Regions from separate parts of the Mus musculus genome. Here region 2 is linked to region 1. Evidence: chromatin contacts called from public HiChIP or PLAC-seq data. All regions are on one chromosome and are shown on one strand. Each heading gives the region's core, a stretch centred on a gene start, on an enhancer-like site or on the middle of the called end of the contact. The rest is flanking DNA. Distances are from core to core; before and after follow the strand shown.

Evidence for each region. HiChIP or PLAC-seq counts read pairs in DNA pulled down with a chosen protein or histone mark.
Region 2: an H3K27ac HiChIP or PLAC-seq map of VIP interneurons shows a contact between it and region 1, with 3 times the contacts expected there. The contact joins two enhancer-like sites. A contact is called at or near these places in 3 of 39 promoter capture datasets (embryonic stem cells and hippocampal neurons), 12 of 15 datasets of contacts at CTCF or cohesin (CD8 T cells, the G1E-ER4 cell line, the NIH/3T3 cell line and 6 more), 357 of 484 Hi-C or Micro-C datasets (2-cell-like embryonic stem cells, the 3T3-L1 cell line, 3T3-L1-derived adipocytes and 170 more), 59 of 115 datasets of contacts at active chromatin or transcription factors (CD4 single positive thymocytes, CD8 T cells, DN3 thymocytes and 43 more) and 3 of 9 other capture datasets (embryonic stem cells, embryonic tail and embryonic trunk).

What each region holds. Positions count from the first base shown.
Region 1 is chr11:33,730,178-33,737,341 of GRCm38.p6, forward strand. The region is part of intron 1 of Kcnip1 (Kv channel-interacting protein 1); the gene reads right to left. Among named protein-coding and RNA genes, the nearest start is that of Gm12119, 99 kb to the left of the region's middle. Within about 2 kb of position 3,049, at least 13 of the 459 cell types and tissues checked have an H3K27ac peak or open chromatin away from gene starts, as enhancers often do. A contact at or near this core is called in VIP interneurons, where this site is marked.
Region 2 is chr11:33,923,157-33,930,330 of GRCm38.p6, forward strand. It overlaps a transcript of Kcnip1 not described here. Among named protein-coding and RNA genes, the nearest start is that of Gm36395, 5.4 kb to the right of the region's middle. Within about 2 kb of position 4,880, at least 15 of the 459 cell types and tissues checked have an H3K27ac peak or open chromatin away from gene starts, as enhancers often do. A contact at or near this core is called in VIP interneurons, where this site is marked.

The DNA of each region.
Region 1 (7,164 bases), core at 1,799-4,298:
CTGCCAAGGAATGACTGCCTGCAAAGGAGGCTGGTGAAAAATACCTGGCCTCCTAGGCTAGGCTACTCAAGAGGCAGGCAAGTCTGTTCTCATATATACTCTGAAGTCCAGGAAGGTGTTCTGCAGTAGACACTGGAGTGCCCCTCAAACACAAATGTCACTATATACAATATTTGTGGCTACCTTACTGCAGTGCCCAACCAACTTCTCAGCCTAAGCATATCTAGATCCAGTGTTTCCTCCTTCCTGGACAACAACTAGGAACTGAAGCTAGAGGATAATTTCCCTGGGGCCTTAGGAACAAGGACACCCTGCAGTGCCATTCCTACCTACTGTTAGACATGTAGTACTAGAGTTTAGATGTATCTCTCAAATCTCACATGTTGGAAATTTAATTCCCAAATCCATATGTTGAAGGTGCGTGGAGGCAGGGCCTTTGAGGGTTAAGAGAAAGTCATTAAGGTGGAGTTCCCATGACAAGAGAAGCTGGATGAGAACAGAATAGGAACCTGATGTGTGACACTTGCTCTGTGTCTTCATGTAATGCCTTAGGAGGTTAAGAAGCACCAAGACTTCCCTGCCAGATCCAGCACTATGCTCTTAGACACCCCAACCATCAGAAACACAAACCAAATATACTTCCATAAGTACAAATACCAGGAGGTGGGACTCCATTTCAGCAGTTATAGATGACTAAAGCAGGGGTATGCCTAATCAGAGGTATTGTCCCTGAGTCTGGGAGTATGGAATTTCTTGTTGTAAAGTTCATCTTGAAATAGTTGGCCCACCCAACCATGCCCCATAGCAGCTCTGCTCTAGAGAGTTAGCTGGTGGCAAGAGTGCCTGCCTAGGGCAATGATGTTGGTTGCCCAGGCTGTTGTTGAATGAAGATGGAATAGCTTCCAGCCACCCCATTGGAAAGCCAGCATACTGTCAGAAGGGCAAGGACATGGAAAGCCAAGGACATGGGACTGAATTTCAATCCCCGAACCAAGGATCCCTGGAATCTTGGACAGAGTATGATGCCCCGAGCCTCAGTTTCCCACTTTGCAGAGGCAGAGGTTACAAGAGGTACTGGATGGGGTCATGATAAGCCTGGCAGCTGTGCATGTAGCCATTTCTTCTGGCACCACAGAGCAACCACATTCCACCTCTGCCCACTCATTCCTGTGCCCTCCAAGGTCTTTACCACAGTCTCAAGGGCCCAGAGGAACTGCTCCAACTATGGATACCACTAAGGCACCACTCACACGTTCAGGCCGCTTTGTGTGCAGAGCTGGGCATGTCTGTCCCCACCCTGGGCTACTCTGCTTGTCCTTGGCAGCAGAGCTCATGCATATCTTGGTGCTGTGGCTGCCATCACTCCTGCTTGGGTATCACTTCTTAGCACCTGTGGTCAGTTTCTATCTAGTCTCCTCCAGTGCGCCACCATGTCTCACTGCCTTCCAGACCCTGGGTGTTCTCAGAAGTCATTGTAATTGAAGACAAATCCAGACAGTTTATTACTTTGGGGTTTGAGCTAAAGTTTGGGATCGAGGGGCGCAGGGGAGAATGGTAGCTTTATATCCTTTTTGAGGCACTATGTGTGGGACTCAGGTTTTTGTGCATGTCAGGCTTGTGCTCCGACTCTGAGTATCCACTCCTAGCCTTGCAGTCTAAGCAGAGTGGTTGTGTGCATGTAGGAATGCTGAGTATTGGGATCCAGTGTATGGCCATCGCCTTGTCCCAGGGCCAGAGACTAAAGCCAGACATGTCAGGCGAGAACAGAGAAAGCTCAATGGCAGGAGTGGAGAACACTCTGGAATTTTCATCTTCCTTGCTTCCCCAGGTCACAGCCCCAGGGCTGGGAGCCCTTGAACAGGATGCACCTGAAGGTAGGATGTAGGACCCTCACCCTACATCCAGGGAGCCAGAGATGCCCAAGTGCAGTATGGCCATGGGTCTGATACTTACAATACATGTGACCGTGTGGATGGAGCATGCATCCTGTTAGGCAGCTAGCTAAGGAGATACTGAGGAGCCTCAGGTGACTGTTAGTGTCAGGGCTGAGCCTGTGCCTCCTGTACTTCTCTGATCTATAATGTAAGGGGTCCTCAGTCTCCTGGGACCAGGTACATACTGAAGAAGGGGAACAGGCCTGAGGAGTTTGGGGGAGAAGTCCTTCCCGCCGAGCCGGGAAAGCAGCTTCTGGGAATGGGGGGGCAGTAGAAAAGAGGATGAAGGGTGGTGGGCAGGGGAGCAGAGATGTTTACGAAAGCCAAAAGCATCTGTCTGCGTCCCAACAGCAGAAGGGCCTATGCTGCGCCCTGGGGACCAGCACTGGGGTGGCCGTGTGCTGTGTTGGACAACACTACAGGCAGCCTGTTCTGGCCAGAGGCAGCTGACACAGTGCCAAACTAAGCCAACACTTGTGCCTGCTCTGCCAACTGCCACCCTCTGTGGGTCAGTGATGGGGAACGAGCGAGGAGTCAGGCAGCATCTCTTGTCCTACCCTGTTGTCTGTTCCCCGGGACCTGGGAATAAAGCCAGAGTAGAGTTCAGGGCAGGGCGCACACTTTAAGTATAAATGAAGATGAAGATGAAATTGCAAGTATTATTGAAAATTGCAAACTATTTTTGGAATGACAGCTGCAGTTACTGAAAACCCAGGGAGACTTCAAAATGGTCATGAAACAGAGGGGAAGAGATATGATGGAGGGAGGGGACCATGAAGTCATCATCATCCAGTTGGTAGATGGGTAGCCTTCTGCTTCACGTTTGTGCTGATGGTTCCCAGCTATGTTCGCCTGCACTGGGCTCTCAGTGCCACCAAATCAGGGACTTTCTACCGCAAGCGCTTTCAGGGTTCCCAGCACCTAGAACTTGTCTCAGATAGCCAGTATATTTTGAATGTGTGAAAGAAAGCAATATCAGCCTAAGATAGGTCGTCCATAGGTACGACCTGTATTTTTATTGAGTTGTTTGACTATTCTGTAGTATTGGAGGCTGCATTAGACTCGGTAAAGCAGCCCAGAAAGCAAGAGGAACCAAGGGACTGGGCACCCAGCACAATGTTGGGTGATCTTTGGTCTGGGCCGCTGTTTCTAGAACCTGGGTCGTGGAGGCAGGGACATGCTTCAAGGAGTCCATCCCTTGAGACTGATGTACAGTCAAAGCTGGCCAGGCCTCAGTCTTGAGATCCAGGGGAGCTGTAAACAGGCTCAGAGCCCTTGATGGGAGTCTTTCTAATGCCAAGAGCCTGTGGCATTTGATGTGTTAATCCGAAAGCCACCAGAAGGTGGTGCTCTCATTCCTGTTTGGAGGCTCATTGCTGCGATGGTCCAGAGTTTATTCAGCCCTTCTGCCAGTTTCAGAGCAGTTTCAAGGTTCAGTCTCTCATCTGTATTTGAGGAGAGGGCCAGGGGAAGAAGAGTGGGCTGGACTCCAAGGCTGAAATGAAGTTCCATTAGCCTTCACATGACAGACAATTGGGCTTGGGAGGTATGGCTCACTGGCAAAGAAAGCATGGACGCCTGAGTTTAATTCTCAGCATCACCAATTAAGCAAGCAAGCAAGCAAACAAACAAACACCTCAAACCAACACCATTTTAAAAAAATGCCATTTGAAATATCCATTGACTCCCAGTCTCGGGGATCAGGAGTCTGAAACCAGACTGTTGTCAGGGTGGTGGTATTCCCTCTGATGACTGGGTGGCGGGGTGGGAGTGGGGGTGGGGTGAGGGTGGGAGTGGGGATCATGCTTGTGCCCAGCTGGCAGCCTCAATCGATTCTTGGCTTGATGCTGTCGCATCCATCTTGCCCACGGTTGGTTCCTCGTCCTCTCTTCTTGAGCAGCAGCCACTCCCCAGATTAGGGCTCACCCCCATCCAGCACAAGTGCACCCTGAAATCCTAAATCACATTAGCAACACTCTGCTTCCCCACACAGTTACATTTGTGGTTCTGAGTGGACATGACTTGGGGGCTCCCCTGTTCCCGTGATATCCCAGCAGAAAAGTGGGGAGCAACCTGGGGTCCAGTTTTCTCTCAGAGAGAGTCTACATCTGGAGGAGACTCATAGCTGCTTGGCAGGAATCTGGGATGGGAGTCAGGACTCAGACCCCGAATCCCCTGGCTCAGGAGCTGCCATCTTGTTTGTCTTTCCCCTTGAGTCACCTATCAGGAGTCTAGTGTGTGTCCAGTCAACTCTGAGGTTCACGACAAGGAAGGAGGAGTAAGTGTCACTGGTCAATGAGCTGAGCCCATGGCTGCTGGCCTCCTTCTCTGTCTATTCACCCAGCACCATTGCGGTTCACTTGGTAAAGGGGGCAAAGCAGAGGATCCAGGAAGTAGAGTGTGCAGGCTGCTGGTCCTCTGGGTCCATGCTGATGTTCCTGTACCTCTGAGTTTTAGATGACTTGAGAGGGTCAGAGACACTTCTTGGAGAGCCAACAAGTGCAAGTGAATTTGCACATCTAAACCTCAGAAGGTTGTGGCAAACTCCCAGCGGACATGGGTGTGAGCTCAGGAGATCGAATTCTTGACGATTTTAGTATCAGTAAGAGTTATTTGTTTTATTTCTCTGGCCGTTCTATTTGCTTTGGGTATGATAAGGGAAAATTCATTGGCTCTCAGAACTAGGCAGTTCAGGCATATACCAGGCTTCAGGGCAGTTTGATCAGGACCTTGGCATTCTTCTGCGATGATGATTTTTTCCCACCATAGTCCATGGGACAGCAACCTGCTCTCAGCAGGTTTAGCTTTCATTATTTTCCATAGATGCCTTCCAAGAGAGGAGAAAGCTTTTCTACAAAGAACAAGCCAGATTTTGTAGCTTAAGTCTCATTGAATCAATTTAGATATTGCATCCTCTCAGCAGTAACGATCAATGTCCAGGGAGAACAGTCCACCAGAGTCCAGAGCCTTCTCATGGAGCCGTGGGCAGGGCCACCCATAACAGCTCCCGTAGGATGGGGAAAGGTAGTGTGGGCGTTAGAAGATGCCAATGCCAATAGAGCTCATAGCCTTCCAGTGCAGACTAAGAAGTCAACCCTGTGTTTACATGGATGTGTCGACTCCATCTTAGAGAGGGATACACAGAGCCCCAGAGACACCTTGCTGAAGCTGTGGAAAAATTTGGCTGCTTAGCTACTGTCCCCTCTGCAGATGTATTTCAGGTTCCACGGTCCTCCTTCCTCTCTGTCCCCCTCAGACCCTTCATTCCTCCTCCCCGAAAGACCATAAAATAAGGGCACTGACATGGAAGTTTGAAGACTTACAAGTAAAGGAAGGCAGAAGCCAATGTTAACGGTGTGTTGCTAAAAGCGTATGAAGTCTCTCATATTGTCAGTACCATACCCCAACACTCTTCTCAGAGATCCCTCAGCAAACTTGAGGATGCATGCTATGTACTCACAGGGGGAGCAACTGAGGAGCGAAGGAATCATACGTATCATGATCTCACAGTCTCTGAGCTCGCCCAGGAGGATCGCCTGGTGTGCTGGCTGCGGCACATGTTCACTGTGCTCAGCGCTAGGACCTTTGGCTGGGTTCTTAGGTAGAACCAGTCTTGGCTGACCCCCTCAACCTCACAACTGGCTAGGAGCTTGGTGGTTCTCTTCAGCACCTCACTGCATTTAGTCTTAACAGCTGTCCTGATATGTGGCTGACCTGCAGGCTCTGGGAGACCTCAGCTCTTTCCACCTGGTAGCCATGGATGAGGGGTGGGGCTGGGACTCTGATGGGGAAGCTGAGGCTTTGAGCATTTGGCTACCTGGCTACATGGTCCATGATCAGAACCAGGTGGTAAATGCCTCCAGCAGCCTGTCCCTGGTATGCTAGTCCTGGTCAGGGCACTGGGACAGGATTTGCAGCAGAGGCTGTGCCTTCTACTTTGAAGGATGAGCTATGCGTGTTTTTGATGACAGAGTAGATGCAGGTAATTGTCACTGCCCACAGAATCACTCATTAATTTTGGCATCCGTCCTTGTCAGGAGGTATTGATTGAGCACCTACTGTGTGTCTGGTACTGAGGCTGCAAGGAGGGAAAGAACAGTTTTTCCGTCCTGCTGTTTTGTAATGTCTCAGTAGTATGAGGCAGGGCAGACATCATGTCAGACAGACGGGGGAGCAGGCTCAGCCAAAAGACAGCACAGGGCTGAGATCACACAAATTGAGTGACATTACTAGAATTAGAACTTCAGCTGCCAGTTCTGGGCCACATTGCCCTGGAGGCCAAGGAGACCTAAGGGAGAGGATGTCACCAGCCTATCACCCTCTCTTCTTTCCTTTCTTTTCTTCTACACACGGCAGACAGCTCACTCTTCTATGATTACATAGTGTGGTGGAATCAAGGGGACACTGGGTGGGACCTGGGAGCCTCCTGCTCTCAGGGACTGGGGTCGGCAGGGAAACGGCTTGCACGTGTGTGTCCCTGCAGCCGTGGGGCTCGTAACCAGGCAGCACTGAATGGTCCTGTTTTGTCTGTGATTATGCCGGATGTTTACACCATTTGTAATGAGACAAATTGGGACAAATTGCCAAGGACACTTATGTAAATGAAACCAGTGGAGATGCTCGCAGGCCCAAGTGCGTCTTGCTTTCTTTTTCCTTCCTCCCTAGGGCCCACGAAGAGAAGGAAAAACTTCACATTCTAGAGACCCTCTCCTCCTGCAGAGCCCTGCCCAGAAAACCCATTCACTCTGCATTCCCTAGAGTGCGCCCCCAAGTTGCTCAGCAAGGATGCTTCATGTGGTTAAGCTTAGGGAGTGGGGGCACAAAGGTTAGCGCTTTCCTTCAGGACTTCTCAGAGTCTGGGATAGGTTAATGAGCTTATGATCATGAGCTTATAGGCCCATGGAAACAAGGTCTTCTACAGAGGCCTTGGAGAAGTCAGGCCAAGCATTGTCTCCAGAAGGGCTAGGTGCCTCTCTGGCTCACACAATCTGGAGGCTGGCTGTTATTAGCTGTGGAGGATACGGGCCCCTGAGCAGGGCGTGAATACCCCATTGGGTATATGGCACCCAGAGGGTCAAGGTGTTCAGGAGGCCTGGGGTGCCAGCATCTGACCTTGGTCTTTTTTCCACCCCCCACCCCGACTTGCTTGCCTCAGAAAGACCAACTCCCTGAAGCCGACCGTGTGGCTCTGCCTGTGTCATCTTTCTGCCTGATGTACCCTTACTCTTGG
Region 2 (7,174 bases), core at 3,630-6,129, 190 kb after region 1:
TCCAGGTTTAGAGATTAGATCCAGATGTGCAATGTCATGATCCAGATGTGCAATGTCATGGGAGGTCGCCTGGGTTTGCTTTGTGGTCATGAGAGAAGTGAGAGGTGGGGAATGATCTTCTGAGAGGGTGGAAGGGCTGTGGACACCATGGGAGTGGCCTCAGTGCCCAGCAGCGTAAGACAGGTGAAGCCCTGGCTCAGGGGTGGCTGCATGTCCCTGGGTGTCTCTACTGGGATCTGGCAGTCTTGGGTGTGAGCTCTGAGTTGAGAGCAGTTGACTCTCTTGCTGGCCCTATCGTCTGTATAAGCTGTATGTGGGAGTCCACTCTTACGCACTTCTCGTTTGCTTTCTACTGCCGTGATAAACATGACCAAAAGCAGCTTGGGGGGGGGGAAAGGAGTTATTTCATCTTAGAGTTTACAGTCCAGCATGGAGGGAAATCAGGACAGGAACTGAAACAGAGGCCATGAAAGAATGGTGCTTACTGTCTTGCTCTCCTTGGATTGCTCAGTCTGCTTTCTTACACAATTCAGGACCACCTGACTGAGGATGGCACCACCCGCAATGGATTGGGTCCTCTCACATCTATCATTAGAAAAGAAAATGTCCCCACAGACTTCCCCGCAGGCCATTGTGATGGATGCATTTACTCAGCTGAGGTCTTCTTCCTGGATGACTCTACCTTATGTTAAATTGACAAAAACTAACCAGCACACTTAACTATGTGGCCATCTCCTCCTTAGGAGAGCAGATAGTTAACTCCATAGGGCAGTCAAGGGGATTAAATGAAATAGCTGTAGCTAGAGATACAAGAAGAGGTTAACTACTCAAATACATATGGTGATTTTCTGTCCTGGTTCTCAGAGGCCACAGGAAGGGCTGGGGAGGCAGGAGTTCAGCCCAATCCTAGTGTGCCAGGCTCTGGAGCTTTTTCTCAGCACCTCCTTGAAGCCATGGCTACCAGAGGTGCGGCTGCTGCTGCAGCAGCCTTTTGTACCAGTTCACTGGAGCTATGGGGGTGTGCTTTCTGCATTGCCCACAGGGAGCATGGAGCCTGCTTTCTAGGGCACCCATTGGCCTGGGTTAGTGGGTGTCCTGACTCAGAGGAGGCCTTCTTCTCTTCCTTCTTCTCTTCTCCTTCTCCTTCTCCTTCTCCTCCTCCTCCTCCTCCTCCTCCTCCTCCTCCTCCTCCTCCTCCTCCTCCTCCTCCTCCTCCTCTTCCTCCTCTTCCTCCTCGTCTTAGGGCTGCAAAAGCTTCAGGAGATTTTATTACACTTTGGATCCCTACTCCCCAAGGCCAAAAGAACATTACTTTAAGCAAGCTGAGACAGAGGGATGGCTTTTAGTTTCAGCTTCCTTGGAGACAGGGTAAGCATGTGCCTTGCAGGAGTGCTCCCTGCTGCTGCACTAGACATCCGGGTAGAGAAACTTTTCCTTCCAGGAAGTCAGACACCAACAACAGACATCGGCACCGGCAAGCCAGGCCCCCAAGTGTACTAAAGACTGAGGTCTTATGCACCCAGACCCCTGAGTGCTAGATGCTGGCAATCGTTCCATTTCACAGACTGATACTACTGAGTCTCTGGTCCCTGACTTGCTCAAGTCAAGCATGCAGTGACTTTTAGATCTTGGATTATGCATGTGACTTTGTGACTCAGTTGGTGTCCTTTATTTTGTCCTGATACTGACTCCTGTAGAGGCAAAGCAAGAGAAGGAGAAGGTCACACTTCCAAATTGAGCTAGAAAATGACACAGAGGACAGTGTTATTAAGGGTAGGAAAAGGGAAGCTGTTTAACTGGGCTGATGGGACTGATGCTATTAAAACTCTGTCTGTCTCTCTGTTTCTGTCTGTCTGCCCCCTTGTGTGTGTATGTATGTATGTTTCTGTCCAGCTGTGTGTCTGTCTCCCCATCCCCATGTCTGTCTGTCTGTCTGACTGCCTCCATTCATGTGTGTGTGTATTTGTACACAAGTAACTCCTTTTCAGTTCCAAAGTCCTAACAATAACAGCACTGACAGCTTCAGGCACACTGGGCTTTGAAGGCAGAGACCCCCCCAAAGTGACCTGCCCAGGCGAAGCTCTGTATCAGGGTCCCACATAACATAGAGGTACCACTATACCTTTAAGAAACAAGGGACTCACTGTGGCCTAGGAAGCAGCAGCTTAAAACTCCCAGAGCTACAGCAGTGGCCCCAGGCCCTTGGGCATGTTTCTACTGTGTTCATGCTGGGTGCTGCCTTTTGTTCAGAGTGGTGAGAAGCCACTAGAGGCTGAGTGTTCTGTGAAAAGGGAGAGAGGCAGACCCAGGACTAGGGCCCAGCTCACTAACAACCCTCCTTGCCTGGGAAGAAGGACTTGCCTACCCTCTGGCTCTTGTCCTGCTTTGGTCCTAACATTGCCAGCAGGTAGGAGATGTATACACACTTTGTTCTCAGGGACAGATACACACATGGGGGCTTCTGGTAGGTTTACTTCATTTCCAAAATTGGCCTCAGTCTCTACATCTGTAAAATTGGAATGATAACATCTCTCTCTCTCTCCTGATGGTGAGATGGGGTGCAGCAACCAGTCCAGCAGGACACTTGTAAAGGGGCTGCTGATAAAACAGGCTTTCTGCCTGTCTTCTTTCCCGCCCCTCACTTCTATGCCAGCCACCCAGCATGCCAGCACAGTAGGGACCCAAGCAGCAAGTCTGAGAAGTTACAAAGTCACTCAAAATCGCTGCCATGCCGGGGAAGGCGTGGTGTGCTGTCCGGGTAATAGTTACATAAGCAGCTGTTACAGTTGATGGCATCATGCAAACAATATGAAACATTTATTCAAGTGGCCCCACACTCCTGGGAATTTGATTTAATCAGCTTGCACTTCTGCACTCATTAGAATGAAGCCTGACAGCTCTGGTCCATAGCCCTACCTCCGCTCAGCAGCTCACAGCTACTGAAAGCAAATATTTTTACTGTGCCACAATTAAACATTTATAGAGCACCCGGCTCCCCATCTGGCTTGCGGATGAGAGGGGAGATGCCGTGAACTCGTGTTAGAGAAGGCTCCTGAAGAAGAAAGCCAGTGCCTACCTGGATGAGCACACCACCTGAGGGCGTGCCAGAGAAGGGAGCGGTCCACTGGAACCGATGCTTCTCTGATGCTGGAGCGGGAGGCAGCCAAGAGATGCTGCTCTTCCCTGCTCTTCATTTCCCCTATTCTGCACCAAGTGGGATTTTATGATTTCAATTAGAATTCTACTCTGTCACAACTTAGAACCCATTGGCAATGCTCGGAGGAGCCTCCAAAGATGTGTGACTTAAACGTACTGAGTAGAGAAGTAATGCAGCCAAAATTTCATCTTTACCCTGCCGTGGGTTTTGCAGACTTCCAACACATCTCTGGTCCTTTCTGAGCCTCAGTCTCTCTAACTAGAAGAAGCTAGGGACACAGAATAGTTCTTAAAATGTCCTCCCTGTAACTAGTCACAAATGAGATCTCCTCAAAGGAAAGGGCTAGGGAGGTGGCTGAGCAGGTCATGTGACTGATGAACGAGTGTGAGGACCTGAGTTAGATCGCCAGCCCCCAAGTGCAAACACAGGTGATGCAATCTGTAGCTCCCTTGCAGGGGAGGTAGAGAAGGGTGGATCTTCCAGGCTTGGCAGACAGCCAAATGAGGCCAAAGTCTCCAGGTTCAGAAAGAAACCTTGCCTCAAAAGACAAGTTGGAGAGGTGGGGAGATGGCTTGCTGCATAGGCCTGACAACCTGAGCTCAGTCCCTGGGGCCCACATACAGCAGAAGGATGGAATGGAATGGACGAAACAAGGTGTCCTCTGACCTCCACACGTGCCAAGGCACAAGTGCCTCCCCCATCATCACACATGCGAGCTCAACTTTAATAGATAAAATGGAAAAAAATCAGGGCAAAGAGATAGATGAAGACACCATGCCAAGCTCTGGCCTCTTCATGGTACACATGGGTGAACATACATGGGCAAACTACACAGAGATACATACAAACACATACATGGAAAGAAGGAAGGAAGGAAGGAAGGAAGGAAGGAAGGAAGAGAGGGACAGAGAGAGAGAGAGAGAGAGAGAGAGAGAGAGAGAGAGAGAGAGAAAGAGAGAGAGAGAGTCCTATGGTTAAGAACGTTTGGGAAATGCTGTTTATTCTCTCATCTGGGAAAGAAATAGAGTATTAAAGAGGTTGAGAAATCTGTAGCCCAGAAGCCTGTTTTGTTAAATATCATCAGTATCCCAAGTTTCTACCAATACTGATTCAGAGAACTGCCAGGCTGGATTATCTCCAAGGTCCCTTTGCTTTTCAATCCTTTCAGTCAGCTTAGGCCAGCTCCCGCCCCTGAACAGGAGGCTCACTATCTTTGGAGTCAAGCCCAGATGCACACGTCCCTCCGTCCCTCCAGCTGAGTAGCTCAGTGGGCCCCCTTCCCATTGCCTGTCTCCCTTCTCCTGTGCCTGGGCTCATCCTCTTGACCTCGCGGATGGAACGCCCAGACACTCAACTTTCCCTTTCTCCTTGGCTTCCCCACCAAGTCATAGAAACTGCAGACTATTCATTGCTCTTCTTGAAATGCGAAAACTAAGGATCAGAGAAGGTGTGTGACTAAGACACAATCACCCAGCCATGTGGATTTGAGGATTGCAACGCTGTCCTTTGTATAAGCCTGGTTTACAGTCTACCCTGTGCTCCAGTCTAACCCCAGGTTCTCATATACTATTCTGAAGCTCCTTTCTTACCACGTATGATTTCCATCACTCCCGGAAAGATGATAGTCTCCTTAAAGACTATCTGTTTGCCTGAACAAGTCCCAGCTCTGACAGAGGACAGCATGGTGCTGAAAACACTCTCTCTGCCAGGCCAGCGAGGGCCCAGCTGCTTCCTGCTCCCTCTGCCAGCTCTCAATGCCAATCACCAAGCTCTCTAGAGTGGTTCACTCAGTCACCCTGTTGAAAACCATGTTTAAACGCCCCTCAGTGTGGGGTGAGTCAGAGGTCTAGAATCAAGCCATCTCTAGCAAGGGTTCTCTGCCAATTAATCATCTACCTGGGAAAAGGGCCTTGGTGAACTGAACCCTTGAGTGACTGGCTTATCCTCCCATAAGTGACAGTGCCGTAAGATGGCAGGTGTGATGGTCTGGGAGCTGTGGTCTCCTTTGTCATCTGAGGAGGTGGTTAACACCTTAGAATAGAGCCCCAGGCACACCTGCACCAGGCCAGGGTGCAGCAAGATGGCCCTATCCATGACAGAGCAAGCCCTGGCTAGACACCAGATTCCAGCTTCTAGAATTGTAAGACGCAAAGCTGCACCATCCACAAGTCCCCCCAGATTAGGATGCCCATGGCAGCTGCCAAATGGGCTCAAACCGAATGGAGATAACTTTCACCAAAATGAAGAGGTTCTGTCATTTCTGGGGACAAGGCTTCCTACAACCGAGCAGTCAAGAAGAGGTCAGGGTACAGGACATTAAAAATGCTTCATCTTTACGACGAAACAAGACACCTCTGGAAACACCGTTTTCTATCAGATCCTCTGTGAGCAGCAAAGAACAGCCCCTGGCCATGTTTACTAGCAGAGGCAGAGCCGTGAGTTGCCCTGGCTGTGTGCCTGCCCCAGGGACCCCTTCAGAACCAGCGCTCCCCATCCCATGGTCTCTTTTCTAGGGCCGGAGTTTCTAGGCTGTTTCCAGGTGAGGAACATCTGTCCACCAGATGGCAGTGTGCCTATGACATCATACACAATATCATTTTGCTCCGCTAATGCAGTGGCTCTCACCCTTTCTACTGCTGACCCTTTCATACAGTTCTTCATGTTGTGGTGACCTCGAGTCATAAAATTAGTTTCATTGCCACTTTGTAACTGTAATTGTGCTACTTGCTGTTACGAATCCTAATATAAATATTTGTGTTATTGTTGGTCTTAAGCGACCCATGCGAAAGGGTCATTTAACCCCCAAAGGGATCACAACCTACGGGTTGAGAACCACAGTGCTACAGGCTACAATAACCTTTTACAAGTGGTAAATTGTGTTGCAACAGGCCAGTAGGGTCTGAAAATGTGCTACACTGAATTGAGAAGCCCTGTAGGGATAAACACCAGCAGGATTTGAAGAGGAGGTGAAGGGAGGTGGCCGGGGCAGCAAAACAGCTCATGGATAATCCTTCTGTGTGGATTACAGATTAGGTGATAATATTTTGAATATACTGGGTTAGATAACTGGTTTTAGAAGAAGGACTTATTTGTCTTCCCCTCTATAACACACTACTAGAAAGTCTACTCCGCTGAATGCGGCCTCACACATCTCTGTTGGTTTGAGAGGAGACACTGCAGGTAGGAGGGCCGTGTCAGAGGCAAAGCTGCTGGATCCAGTGACCCCAGTCCCGTGGGACATGGAAAACGAAGCCTTGCAAATCTGCCTGGCTCGAGTTGTGGTGGCTTAGCTGATTTTGCAGTTGTGACTCAACTGTGTAAAGTGCCAGCATCCCCAGGCGTCCCCATCTGTCACTGAACATAAACATGCACGGTGCGCTCCATGCAGATGCTGTGAGGGGAGGCAAGCCCAAACCCCGTGTGCTTGCACCTCCGTCCCAATGTGACTGAACAGCACCCCTTTGCAGAGAATTCTCCAGGGAGAGCTGTAAATTATGTGGTTCCCCCCCCCCCCCCGAGTTAAATGATCTCTCACACACTAAGACCTGCCAACAGCAAGCACACAGCCACGGGAAAGATTGCACGACTCCACGAGGAAGACATTACAGACTTGCTTTATTCCCAGTGACATCTAACTTCAGTCCCATTTCACACCAAGCAGAAAATTCAGCCTGGTCACTTTCGGTCTTAACCGAAGCTTCTGTATGGGAGACTGCAGAGTTTGTGTTTGGTAATTGTTTTTGTTTTTGTTTTCAAATAGAAAAAGAGCTGGGATCAGAATTGGCTTTTAAAGACTCTAACTCAGTGGTTCTCAGTCTTCCTAATGCTGCAACTCTCTAATACAGCTTCTTATGCTGTGGTGAACCCGCACCCCCCCACACACACATAAAATTATTTCATTGATGCTTTATGTCTGTAATTCTATTGCTTTTATAAATTACAATGTAAATATCTGATATGCATGATATCTTATATAGTATACCAGAGTGGGGTCACGACCCACAGGTTGAGAACCAC